Regions from separate parts of the Gossypium hirsutum genome. Here region 2 is linked to region 1. Evidence: chromatin contacts called from public Hi-C data. All regions are on one chromosome and are shown on one strand. Each heading gives the region's core, a stretch centred on a gene start, on an enhancer-like site or on the middle of the called end of the contact. The rest is flanking DNA. Distances are from core to core; before and after follow the strand shown.

Region 1 (7,126 bases), core at 2,773-5,272:
ACAAGTGATATAAGCTTTTGATTTGTATTTCTATGATCCGATTCAATGTAATTATTGCTTGTTCATGCTAAATTGCATGATTTAGTCATGAGGTAGGTATATAATGCTTGTATGAGTTAAGATGATTAAGATGGTATAATGAGAAAAAGGACTAAATTGAATAAAATAGAACGTTACATGACTTACTTTATATATGAAATTAGTATGAAATTGAGTTGAAATTTGTTACATACGGTATTGGAATGGTAAATTGATGATGAAATTGAGATTGATAGAATGTGAATTGAAATTATAATGGAATTGGAAATTGGTTACCTATTAAATGTACAATTTATACTTCGGTTTATCCAATGATGCACTATGAGTGCCAGTATAATTACTTCAACTTGTCCAATGATGCACTGTGTATGCTAATATAATTAATTTGACTTGTCCAATGATGCACTATGTGTGCCAGTATAATTGCTTCGGTATATCTTATAATGTACTTACTTGTCGATATATTTTCTTCGGTACATCCAATGATGCATTTACGTGCCAACATAATTGCTTCGGTTTATCCAATGATGTACTATGTGTGCCAGTATAATTACTTCATCTTGTCCGACGATGCACTGTGTGTGCCAGTGTATTTCTTCTGGTTTATCTGATAATGCATTACAGTGCCAGATTGAGATGCAGTTTGGTTAATTCGTATATCCGTCTTGAAATCTGAGTAAAGTCAATAGGATTATATAAAAATTGATTTGGCTAGGTTATATGGTAGATTAAAATGAAATATTAATTGATTTAGTATAATTACTCATATATGATTGTGATATTCGATAGCACGTGAAAGACCATGTGAATTGGCTAAAAAAGAGCCCTGGGGCCAACTAAGTATTTACGAGCCAATAGACTCGAAAGTGGTTGAATCAATAAAATCGAATTGAATATATGAATTGATGAATATGTACATATATGAGTATATTCCATAAATGGTAATATGAAATGATCAAGTATGTTTGAAGTGTAATATATGGGAAATGGTTAGATAGGTGCTATAAAGTAAGATAGGAAATAACCAAATGAATTGATTACTAATTCTACATTACAATTTGGTATACGAATTAGTTGAGCAATAGATTTGAATTGATTATTTTAATTTGGGTAACATATATTTTATATTGATTTGAATTATAGAAATACCAATGAGTTCTATCGCTCAGTGTACGATTTATTTTTTTCTATACGCAAGTTATGTCCCAAATGAGACCTTGAGCATTGACTTCAACATCTAGTTAAGATCTCAGACTCGACAATATTTGTATAAATATTTTTTGTTGGTTATAAGACATGTACCTAGGTTGAGTCAAGTTTGGGATATAAAGTTCTATGTATCTGCACTTATGGTTTAAATGGTTAACATTAGAATTTGGTTAAATTTATATAGCTTGAAATGGAGTTAAAGGTAGTTTGAAATGGTATAAGATGTTACATACATTTAAATATGAACTTGGTGAAATAGGTAAGTGTGTTAATGATTAAATGGCTTGCATTAGGTAAATGGATTGCAGGTGATAAGGTATTGACCTAATATTCTATAAGGTTTTGAGATGCAAGAATTGATGCTATATAGTTGCATTTATTGGCTGGTTAATGTTTGAATGTGTTTAGAAACTTGGTTGGACAATTTCAGGATGAAGTTCAATTAGGAATTGCAGAAATAGTATGTGACGTCGCGACGTTAAACGTATTTCATCGCGATGAAAATGACCTATAATGTCACGATGCGACGAGAGACTTTGTCTTCTCGACAAGGCCAAAACAATATGTCACGACGCGACGAGGCCAAAACCTAATTTGATCGGTTTAGTATTAGAGCTTTCGTAAGTTCGTATAAGTCTTGAGAATAATTATTTATCATATCACTTGCTTATATTACTCGTATTTGTTTATCTAATGATGTGAATTGCATTTAAATTTGATTTTAGTTGCTCCGAAAATGAATATGACACCTTGTAACTTGGATCCGGCGATCGGCTCAGGTATGAGGTGTTACAGTATTTGTGTAGGTAAACTATTTTTCTCATCAATTTACAATTAATTTTTCAGGGAGGGAGGGCTTACCGAGAGAGTGATCTAGGTTGGCGTATAGGATGAGGTTGCAACTTTGTAAGTAAGTTGAACTTAAATCACATCTTGCACTTGTTGATTTATAGTTGATTACTTTTTGAGCAAGGGCCCGTAGGTATAAGAAGTTTTTGAAATATGTAACCAAACTTTTGTATCCATATCTTATTTTATAACTATTAGACAGTTTGTCAAGTTACAACTGAACGAAACCTAAAATCCGAATTTAATGAATTCACAATTGATATCAAAGTTAAACACTTGATGTATTAAGTGGATATCATGTCATTTATTTGTAATTGAGATGAAATGATCATTAATCTTAAGACCCACCATGCTGGACGGAACAAACTATGACTCTTGGAAGGTAAGAATGATCTCAATTTTGACTGGTTGGAAACCACTATCCAGTGATTTAATTAGTGTGAAGACTTCCAAATATGAAGTAACTTGGACCAATGATAAAGAAAAATTGACTAATGCGAACTCCAAAGGCCTCAATGCAAATTTCTATGGATTTGAATTGATCCTCAAGAATTTGGACGAATCTCTAAATGCTTAACTACTAGAAGAGCTTGGACTATTTTCAAAATTGCTCATGAAGGGACTAGTTTTATGAAGTAGTCTAAACTTCAGATGTTGACGGTAAAATTTAAGACTCTAAGAATACAGGATAATGAGACCTTATCTGAATTCTATGCAAAGCTTTGTGACATCTTAAAAAATTAATCTTTTGCCCTTAGTAAAGAATACTCAATTTTGAAGCTGGTGAGAAAGGTGAATGACTATTATTGATGGAACAAATGACATTGACAATATAAGAATTGATGAACTCACTTGTTTATTGTAAGCCTTAGAGATGAACCTTGATTAAATCCAATCTCATTAATTTTTTTGACATCCCAAGCATACCAAACTCGAAAATGGTCTCATCGAAATATATCTAAACCATAGCTTAACCTAAGTTCAAAGTTAGAAAACAAACATTTTATAAGAGATTCACTCTTAATTCTTCTATAAATATCCCTCGTTTATGATAAAAGGGACACAAGATCCATCATTAGTTACCTTGTACTAAAACATCACCCTAAAACTTCCACCTCGGTTTTTCTATAGATTGACAATTCTTAGGCCCTATTCTTCGACATCCTTTATTTGTCATAAATGTTATTATTTTTCATCTGTCCAAAATTATCACACTAATCTCATTTACGGATAATATTTGAACGACGTGGAAGCCACACAAGCCCAAAGCCCGAAATGGATAGTGACCGTAAATAGTAACAAAAGAGAAACGATAGCCAAAATCACCCCCCAACCAAAAGAAAAGAAAGAAAAAAAAACGACATAGTTTCGACAGGAAATTTAGCAAATCCTCTTGGGATATTTAAACTCTTTGACTCCACAGTAGAAATTGATGAATCATCCATTTGAATGGTTTGTCATAAGCCTGACCCACTTAAACCATCCCACCTGTCTTCCTCTTTCTTAGCACGTGTCCCCCGCGAAACCCTAACACCTTTCCCTTCTCTTTCTTCCCCATTTCCTTACCTCCTCATCGACTCACTCTTCCCATTACAGCTACCACGCACACCATCACACTGGATCACTTCTTTTTAACTCTACCAACTACCCAAGTTTGTTTCTCACCCTCCCAAACTGTTTCAAACGCCAATTATAGAAACAATAATTTCTTCTCTTATTTTTCACTTATGTTGTTCTTTTTAATCCTCAATTTTCAACCCTTTGATCAAGGAAATACTAGAAGGGGGAAAAAATTTATATAAATTCCCTTCCACTTCACTTTCCCCTTCAACGCCTTTAAACAGGTCTTCCTTTCTTTCTTTTTCTTCTTAATTTTGTTTTTGTTTGTAATTTCAGAGCATTTAGAAGCTATTTTTTTCCCTCTGTGTGTGTGTGTGTGTGTGTTTCTTCATTAAATTTGAGTTTTTTGTAGTTTCAAGATCTTTTATCTCATGCTTTAGTTTTTTATTATGTAGTTGGACTTTTGCTAATTTCTTTTTCTTCTCTGAACTTTAATGTCCAGTTTTTTTTTTCTTTCTCATTTTAGCTTTGCTTATGTTTTTTGACTGCTCACAATCCCTGCGGGTTAAGGCCTGAATATTAAGATTAGCTCGTATTCTTTGTGCTAATAATGAATTAATTAATGCGTTTTGTTTTGGAAATACGAGGGGTAAATGTTGACAAACTTTAAAACGGATACTGCCAATTTCTGCTGTTTCTTCTCACCTTCTAAATGTTTGGCTAATATATGAATTGTTGAAACTTGTACTGTTTCTGGAAGGTAATTATGGGAATTGAAGAATTGCTTTGTTTTATTATTATTATTATTATTATTTCAAGGTTGTCGGTTATGGAAGAGTTGTTTTGTGATACTCTACTTTGTTTCCGATATCACAAAATCAGTTACAAATATGGTTTTCTTTGTCTCCTTAACTTGTTAGGACAAGAATAGATGTTTTGTTTTCTTTAAGTTAGTTTTATGGAGGATCGAAAGAACCCATGTGGTTTTCCTTTGGAAAGGTTAGGTCTTGTGCTGAACCATACACTGGTGAGCTCGGTTTGGTTGTACTATCGTTCTTGTTTGAAATGGTTTAACTTTACCATGCCAATGCCGAACTCTATTTGTATTTATGTTCTATGCATCATGTTTTGGCTCATCAACGTAAAAACTTTGTCAAGGCTCGGTTTTGCTTTCTGATGCATGGTTTTCACATCGGGGTCGCAGGTGCTTTCTAAAAGCGGTCGAGGACATACGGATTTGATTCTTGATTTCTTGAAATTAAGACGTTTACATAAGTGTGATATGGGAACGGAAGAGGAGAGCACACCAGCCAAGCCTTCCAAACCTACTGCCTCAACTCAGGTTATTTACGTATCATTCTTGCCTTCTCATCGCTAACGTGTGGGTTACTTGTGCTGACATATTTACTTTGTACTTATAGGAAATGCCAACAACAGTGTCATATCCTGATTGGTCGACCCAAATGCAGGTTAGTGGACTAATGCCCTTGAATCATGGGGTTTTATATACTTTCTAATTGTTAATCTCATTTATGTAAGTAACCATTTGAGCTTACAACTCTGCTTGTTGTTTAGGCTTATTATGGTGCTGCAGCTACTCCTCCATTATTTGCCTCAACCGTTGCTTCACCAACCCCGCATCCATACATATGGGGAGGCCAGGTGATATGAAAACATGATTTCGCAATATTTTGGTTCTTTATTTGATGAGAGATATGTTCTTACTTTTTTCGTTTTTGTTGATAATCTTTCAGCATCCTCTAATGCCTCCATATGGTACCCCGGTTCCGTACCCAGCTGTATATCCTCCAAGGGGAGTGTATGCGCATCCTAATATGGCACCGGTAATTAGTTTTTTCTTTCCTTATTTGCTTCCTTTTGCTGTTTGTATTTCTTTTAGACTCTCAGTTACTACGTAAAGTAAATGCCTTTTTCTCTTTCCAAATTGTCTATAGATGCCAAGTTCTGCACGGAATAATGGTGCTGATGGAAAGGATCGGGGTGTGACCAAAAAGCCCAAGGGATCTTCGGGAAGCAAAGTTGGAGAGAGTGCAAAGGCCACTTCAGGCTCGGGAAACGATGGCGGCTCTCAAAGGTGCATGATCCTTTTGATGTTTCAGTATTTTTTTTCCTTGACACAATGTTCACATTCATTCTTGACATTGGGTTTTAGCTGAAAAAAGTTATTCAACTTTTGTAACAGTGGTGAAAGTGGCAGCGAGGGTACATCAGACAGAAGTGATGAGAGTAATCAACAAGTATGTGCATAATTGTTCCTTATTTAATTATCATCAACGGCACTGACTGCTTTGGGTTTTCAGATTCCTTCATCAACATGCTTTACTTGCTATCACGTTTATGCTCAAAATTGTCCTTTCTAATGAATATGTACTCCTTTTTCTTTAGGAAGTCAATGCTGGCAAAAAGGGAAGCTTTGAGCAGATGCTTGCAGATGGTACTTTAAGTTTCCATATCTAATTTCTTGCTTTTGTTTTAGGATAAATAGCAAAACGAGCTTCAGATTATTTTGAAAGTAAACAAACTTACTCCCTGGAAATGTTATAAAACCCAGAGTGGGGAAATTGTACTGAGGGACCAAGTCCAAGTGTATGAAAAAAAAAGAAAGGAGCTTAGTGAGTTCTGGTAATAGACTTGGGGGTCGATTTTGTAGATTTTATATACTGTGATAGTTTCCTAACTACAATCACCTGTTATTACCAGCCAATGCACAGGGTAAAGCTGCTGGGGCTTTAGTTCCCGCAGAACCCATAGTCTCTATGCCTGCAACTACTTTGAATATAGGAATGGACCTATGGAGCGCTTCCCCTGCTGCCACAGGAGCTGCAAAAACCAGACCTAACGCATCTGGCACTGTAGCCACTGTTCCTGCTGGCGCTATGATGCCTGATCAGTGGATTCAAGTATGCGCTTTTCTTGGTGATTTTCGTTTCTAATTTCACAAGTTCATTCCTTAGAATTCACTCAATTTCTAGCCAGTTGTTAAAACATGCCTTTTTCTTTAAGTTAGAGCATTCGGATGTGAGTAGATGGTTTGGTTTTCAAGATAAGTAAATTCAGTTTTTATCTAAATTGGTGATGTGGGTTCTTGCAGGATGAACGTGAGTTGAAAAGACAGAAGAGGAAGCAGTCTAACAGGGAATCTGCTCGGAGGTCAAGGTTACGCAAGCAGGTAAAATGGTTTATATTCTTCAACTAATGATTCTTGATCTAATTTCCGTATTGTTCAAGCTTAAGATCTGTAGCTTCTATTTTTGTGTTTCTGGTTTTACACTAGGCCGAGTGTGAAGAGCTTCAAGCCAAGGTGGAGAGCTTGGCAAATGAAAACCACACCCTTAGAAATGAGTTAAAGAAGCTGTCAGATGAATGCGAGAAGCTTACGTCTGAAAATAGTTCTATCAAGGTATAGAACAGCCGCCTCCACGCCACCCTTCACCTAGGATCTCTTTCT
Region 2 (6,698 bases), core at 1,616-4,115, 370 kb before region 1:
ATCACCTCAAAATATTCTGTTTTTCTTACCAACTTGTAAATTCATAATTTTGCAATTATTTGATTAACAGATACAATCTCTGTAGAGACAATTACTCTTTTACTTATTTATTACTTGATAACGACTGTATACACTTGCACATTCTATCGCAAACCATATATATATAACCAACTTCTCTTAATGGAACTTGGCAAGTATCGCTTGAATATAGAATTTGTCATTCTTAATGGCCTACAATTTCTGAGAGAAACATAAATGAAAATCCTGAATAATTAATATTTGACCAGTCAATTCAGTTAACCCCTAACCAGATCTCATTACCAGACCCAACTAACACAGTATTAAAAAGAACTGGGCGTACTATGCATGTGACTATAACTTAACTGGCTTATACTTTATTTGATATACCCTTCTCTTATATAACAAAATAAGAATAAAATAAAACCTTTAATCACCTCTATGGCAGTTACTATAGACCACTTTCTAATATGCTAGAAGGCTGTAAGTTGTGAATTCAACTACGCCAATTTGATAACTTTACAGCCCTATGCCTTAAACTCAAATTCGCTAAACTTGGGGTGTGACAAATATAATGAAAACAAACACAAGCATACCTATTAAACATGTAACGGTAGTAAGTTCCATAAGAACTTACCTTCAAAAACACAAAACGAGCTGATTTCTCAAAGCTTATTCCACAATTTTAACTTTTCCTCTACTAGCTCCACCTTTATCAAATTTCAGTTCTATAAAGTTATATATATATATATAACAATCAATATCATATATTAATACACAACAACCATTTAATGGCTCACAACAAAAATTCCATGAAATGCATGATTCTAATTAATCCCTTTTTGAATATATACATATTTTATATTTTATTTAATTTAGTCCCTAAACTCGAATAAGCATAACTTTCGGTTCCTAGCTTTGGATTAAAATATGACTTTATATTCTTTCATTAGGTACCTAATAATTTCTATTTCTAATGTAATTTCATGATAGATTTTACATTTATTCAATTTGGTCTGCAATGTTACAAAGCTAACAAACAAGCTTAACTAACTTTACAATTTAGTCTTTTTTATGATCTAAGCTCAATTTCTTTCAATTCCAAGCCTATTTAATCAATTTATCAACAATGAAAAATTTCTAACAATTCAACAATTGATCAAATTGATACATGAACTAGCTAAATCAAACTCCCATGATCACAAATCTATAAAAAATACTAGAAAAATAGCTTGATTTTCATACATAATTTAAAGGTCGTATGTTTATTGAAACTTTCTCCAACTTCTGGCTATGGTGGACGGTGAACTAATGAAGATGATGAATCTCCACTAACTTTCACCTTTATATCCTAATTAGCCATTAATTAGCCTAGTTTAATTCATGGCTTAACTAACATAATTAACAGTTAATCTCACTTAATGGAGAATGTCATCATCATCCACTAACTATAAGAAACAATGGTTTATTTATTATTTTAGTCCTTGGGATAATTGCTATTTAAGTTCTCAAGCTTTTGCTTAATTAAAATTTTATAGCGATTGGACTTTTACAATTTAATCCCCGAACCTTAATTAACTATTTTATCGACTAAATTACTTGACCATTCTCTATTATTTTCTCACCATAACTCTGTAAATATTCTTATTTTATATTTACAGACTCGGTTTATGAAAATTAAATATTCTTATTTTATATTTACAGACTCGGTTTACGAAAATGAGATTTCGAAACTACATTATCTTGTACCACTGAAGATCAAATCATTGCACATTTGTCCAAATTCATTCTAGATATATTTGTTAATAAGTTTATATGCTTTTTAACTAAAATATCAGGATATTATTATTTTGAAATTAAAAAATATATAATTTTTTTTAAAAAAAGTTAAAATATATAAATTAATATAATATAAAAAAGTTTTAACATCAAGAGTGAACATTGACAAAAGGTTGTTCAAAATTAATGTAGACATACTTTTTAGTTCTTTTATATATCTATATCTATATATATCTATATATATATATATATTTCTGTAAATTTAGAAATTTTTAGTTCTTTTATATGTTTATATATTTTTATAAATTTATAGATTTTAGATTTTTTATTAATTTATATATTATAAATTTTTATACGTTTTCTAAAATATTGTAATTCTTTTATATTTTTATAAATATATATTATATATATTTATAATAATAAAACCTAAAAATTAATATTTTATAAAAATAGAAATATATATGTGAACTTACTAAAAATATCTCAACAACCATATGTTCATATTCATTCTTGATGTAAAAAAATTATATTTTTTATTAATATATATATTTAAATATCTTTTATTTAATCTATGTTTGCCATGTGGATCAACTTGGATCTCCGACATTGATTATTAGATCAACTTGGATCTAAGATATGTTCTTCTACTTGTGGATGATGCTGATCCACTGTATCGGTTATCGAATCGTTGCTTGGAACTCGTTAACTGAATTTTTAAAAAAATAATTAATAGCATGGTGAATTAAATAAAAAAAATTCAAATAATTTAATGATTTAAATAAAAAATTTTCAAGTAGCTAAAAAATTATTTTATAACTTTTTAAATTTTAGAACTATAATTAAAAAAAAAACAAGCCTAAACGAGTAAAAAGGAAAAATAGTGAGATCAAAATTTCTGTTGATATGCAACCGTTAGCTACACATTAAATTATGGATTGTGAGCCAATCGTTATACTTAGAAAAGGGTATCAATTGTGTGGTGTAAAATTGGACTCTTCTTACTTGGATCAACCTTTCATAGCAATGAACTACTCTAGAAGGACAGATGTGAGCTTAAGAATAGATAATTTGAAAACGAATATCATTACATGAAATTTAAAATGTGTAACACAGTTGCTGGAAAAGCAAGTTTATAAACACTCCAAAATAGTCCACATTTGTTTGATAATTGAAAGAGAAGAATTCTCCAACACTTGTAAACTAAAATCAGTCTCTATTTATTGACATAAAAATACCATGACTTTTCTTCTATGCTGGCTCTTGTTTTTGTTTCAGACATGGAAAGTAAATTGGAGACTCACGTAGTACTGTTATCAAGCCCTGGTTTAGGCCACCTTACTCCAGTCCTGGAGCTTGCAAAGCGCCTAGCCACTCTGTCTAATTCCAAGGTAACCATCTTCGTTGTTCCTTCACTATCAGCCGCAGAATCTCTGGTAATCCAATCGTTTATGAGCCTGAACCTATGTCGAATCATCCTTCTCCCACCACCCGATATTTCTCACCTTGTCCATGCTGATGCCGCGGTGGTTACTCGAATAGTTGTTATTATGCGTGAAATTAAACCAGCTTTTTCATCTGCTGTCTCTGCTTTGAGTGTCCCTCCAACACTTCTCATTGTTGATTTATTCGGATATGAAAGTATGGACATCGCCGATCAATTTAAGATTCCCAAGTTTGTTTACATCCCCTCGCATGCATGGTTTCTTGCTTTGACTTTATATCTTCCGGTTCTCGATGAGGTTGTCAAGGGAGAGTACGTTGATGAAAAGGATGCTTTGTTTATCCCCGGATGTAGGCCTCTTCAACTTGAAGATGTAGTAGATCCAATGTTATGTCGATCTGATCAACAATACTTGGAATATTTAAATATGGGGATTAAGATCCCAATGGCAGATGGGATTTTGCTTAACACATGGGAGGAGCTGGAACCAGCAACGCTTGAAGCTTTGAGAGATGATAAGCTCTGGGGTGGTATCAGCAAGGCTCCAATCTATCCAGTTGGGCCAATGGTAACAACGCCAAACAGACCAATTGACTCGAACAAAAGTGAAATGTTTCATTGGCTAGACAAGCAACTGAGTGAGTCTGTTTTGTACATATCATTTGGGAGTGGGGGGATATTGACAAAGGAGGAAATGAGAGAGCTGGCTTTGGGTTTAGAGCTAAGCCAACAAAGGTTCATTTGGGTGGTCCGAACACCAGTTGTTGGAAAATCCTGTCATGGGTCATTTTTCACCGTTGGAAATGACTGCAATGATGAAAGATTAGCAGGCTATTTGCCTGAAGGATTCTTGGGCTGGAGCAACAATATGGGACTGATAATCTCTGATTGGGCTCCACAGGTTGAAATTTTGAGGCATCAATCAGTTGGGGGATTTTTGTCGCACTATGGGTGGAATTCGACCTTAGAAAGTATCACCCATGGAGTACCCTTGATAGCTTGGCCCCTATATGCAGAACAGAGAATGAATGCTACTTTGTTGGTAGAAGAGCTGAAAATAGCAGTGCGATCCAAAACATTGCCATCAAAGGAAATTGTAGAAAGAGAGGAGATAAAGTTGATGGTGAAAAGGCTAATGGATGATGAAGAAGGGCATGCAATGAGAGCTAGAGTCAAACAACTCAAATTGAGTGGAGAAAAAGCTTGGAATCACAATGGTTCTTCTTTTAAAGCGTTAGCTCAATTAATGCGTTAAGCTTTGCTTTATCTATTAAACTATATTCTGAGTCTCTTAAGAAAACTTGTGCTACTTTTATATGCTTTGGAAGAATAACACACTTTGTACTACTTCTGATTTAGCGAAACACAATTTAATTAAATATAAAAAATATATTCAAACATAAATCATAATGTGTACCAACTTCAAAATTTTAAAATCTCAGCTTCTACTGATAATACTAATACAGTATCTAAAATTAAAATTGAAGTTACAAATATGTTAGGGTCTTTTTTTTTGATAAAATGATAAATTTTGGATTCTAATGTCAATTAAATTCAATTTTAAACTAAGTTGAATAAGTAACTTTAAATAAGTATGACAACGAAGGTAAATAACTAAGATTGACAATATAAATATCATATTGGTGGACATTTCTGTAACACCCATATACCCGAGTCAAATCAATAATCCAAGTGAAAGGGTGTCACGTTTCAGGACTTATACATGACTTAAACACAACTTGTTTTCAAAGCATTTTACTAACTACTTAACACTTTCATTACCTAAGTAAATGTCACATTACTGTTCATAAATTGAAATTCGTACTTTACCATCTTACTTTGTTGATGAGATGTGATTCGGTAAGTCATTCACGAGCCCTTTCCACATGATCACTTTCCACACATTACTGGATAGAAATAACGCATTAAATTTCATGAAAGCTTAGTAAATACTTCTGTAAATCATATCACATTAGTTTATTTCTAACACTTTTATTCACATTATGTCTTATTATAATCTTTTCACTATTATACTATTGAGCACTAAATCAATGAAACAAGTCACAAATTTAAATATTTGCCTGTCAAGAATTACACATATTTAATTCACTTCACATGCCTACTTCACTTCACGAACTTATTCACTTCACATGCCTACTTCACTTCACGAACTTATTCACTTCACATAACAATTTTACTTCAGGTAGTGTAGTCCTTAGTAAGCAATAGAGGACTAAGAGGGATACACGGAATAGTCAAGGCACATAAGTGTTAATATCAAGCGCACCGAAGTATGAATATCATGTGCATCGAAATGCGAATATTAGAAGCATCGAAGTGTGAATAACAGGAGAGCGCTCGAAAATTCCAATGCATGCTAGTTATATCCCTCTAATTCCATTTTATTTATTAGAGCCTTCGCACATTCTTGTGAACATTTCTTTTAAATTCACGTCATGTTTGCACTTTTTGTTTAATTATACACAAATTTATTACTATCTTCACTTAATCAACTTATAAAATTTATAATCTTTTACCATCATCTTCACATATCTTATCATTTAATCCACTTATAAAAATTTGTAATCTTTCACTATCTTCACATATCACATTCACTTACAAGTTTACTTAATCACTAACTTTCACATCACCTAACACTTTCACTATTTTTTGTTAGTACAAATCTCTAGTGAGGAAAATCTCGAACAGACGAATGAAACTCGAACAGAAGAAGAAATAGGACAAGGCTCCAAGGCGTGTATCAAGTCACTATCTTTAATATTATATTCGCCCCCACCTATCTTTGGTGTGCAAACGAGTTCCAAGAAAATTAACCTCGAGGATACAATGAAGCCAATGACTATTTGCGTTTTGCACTGACGAGAATAGCCCACTACACACTGAGCAATGTATGACAAGAAACTTAATTTCTATAAAGGATTTTTGCAGTAATACTTTATAGAATAATCTAAAAATATTAGAAAACGAAGGAAGGAAAGAAAGAATATTAGAGTTTGTTGGTATGATAAAGAATATTAGAATTTGTTGGTATGATTTCCAAATGAAATCTCATTCCTATTTATAGGAATTTTCATGTCTCTTCATAGAGATATCTTTCATCAATAGCTGTCTTTCTGCATAATAATTTCTTTAAAATAAACACATAATTATTCAAATAATATTTTTTAAATAGTTGTAATTCTTTTTCAAAAAATAAAATAAAATAAAATAATTTTTTGATTAATTACACCCATTCATTTATAGTCATTGGAACACTGTAAATATTTGAAAATATTGTAACATTTCTTGAATATGAATTTTCAAGAATTATATACATTAATACTTATACGTGGAATTCACTCATTATCATTTATATGTTCACTGATTTATAATTTTTATCACTTGCTATTTCTCACTTCACTAATTTCATCACTTATTAGTTAATTCACTTTGTGACATA

What was found. Hi-C and Micro-C count contacts between places; a contact is called where the count stands out from the background.
Region 2: a contact with region 1 is called in a Hi-C map of leaf, with 1.6 times the contacts expected there. The contact joins the promoter of LOC107926612 here to the promoter of LOC107926657 in region 1.

The regions. Positions count from the first base shown.
Region 1 is chrA12:16,036,558-16,043,683 of Gossypium_hirsutum_v2.1, reverse strand. LOC107926657 (G-box-binding factor 1) reads left to right here and starts at 4,022. Exons shown (of 12, transcript XM_041083899.1): 1 at 4,022-4,684; 2 at 4,862-4,999; 3 at 5,079-5,126; 4 at 5,233-5,319; 5 at 5,412-5,501; 6 at 5,613-5,752; 7 at 5,861-5,915; 8 at 6,064-6,112; 9 at 6,379-6,578; 10 at 6,770-6,847; 11 at 6,953-7,078. The coding sequence starts at 4,616.
Region 2 is chrA12:16,408,014-16,414,711 of Gossypium_hirsutum_v2.1, reverse strand. LOC107926612 (anthocyanidin 3-O-glucosyltransferase 5) reads left to right here and starts at 2,865. Exons shown (of 1, transcript XM_016857508.2): 1 at 2,865-4,585. The coding sequence starts at 3,048. The coding sequence ends at 4,493.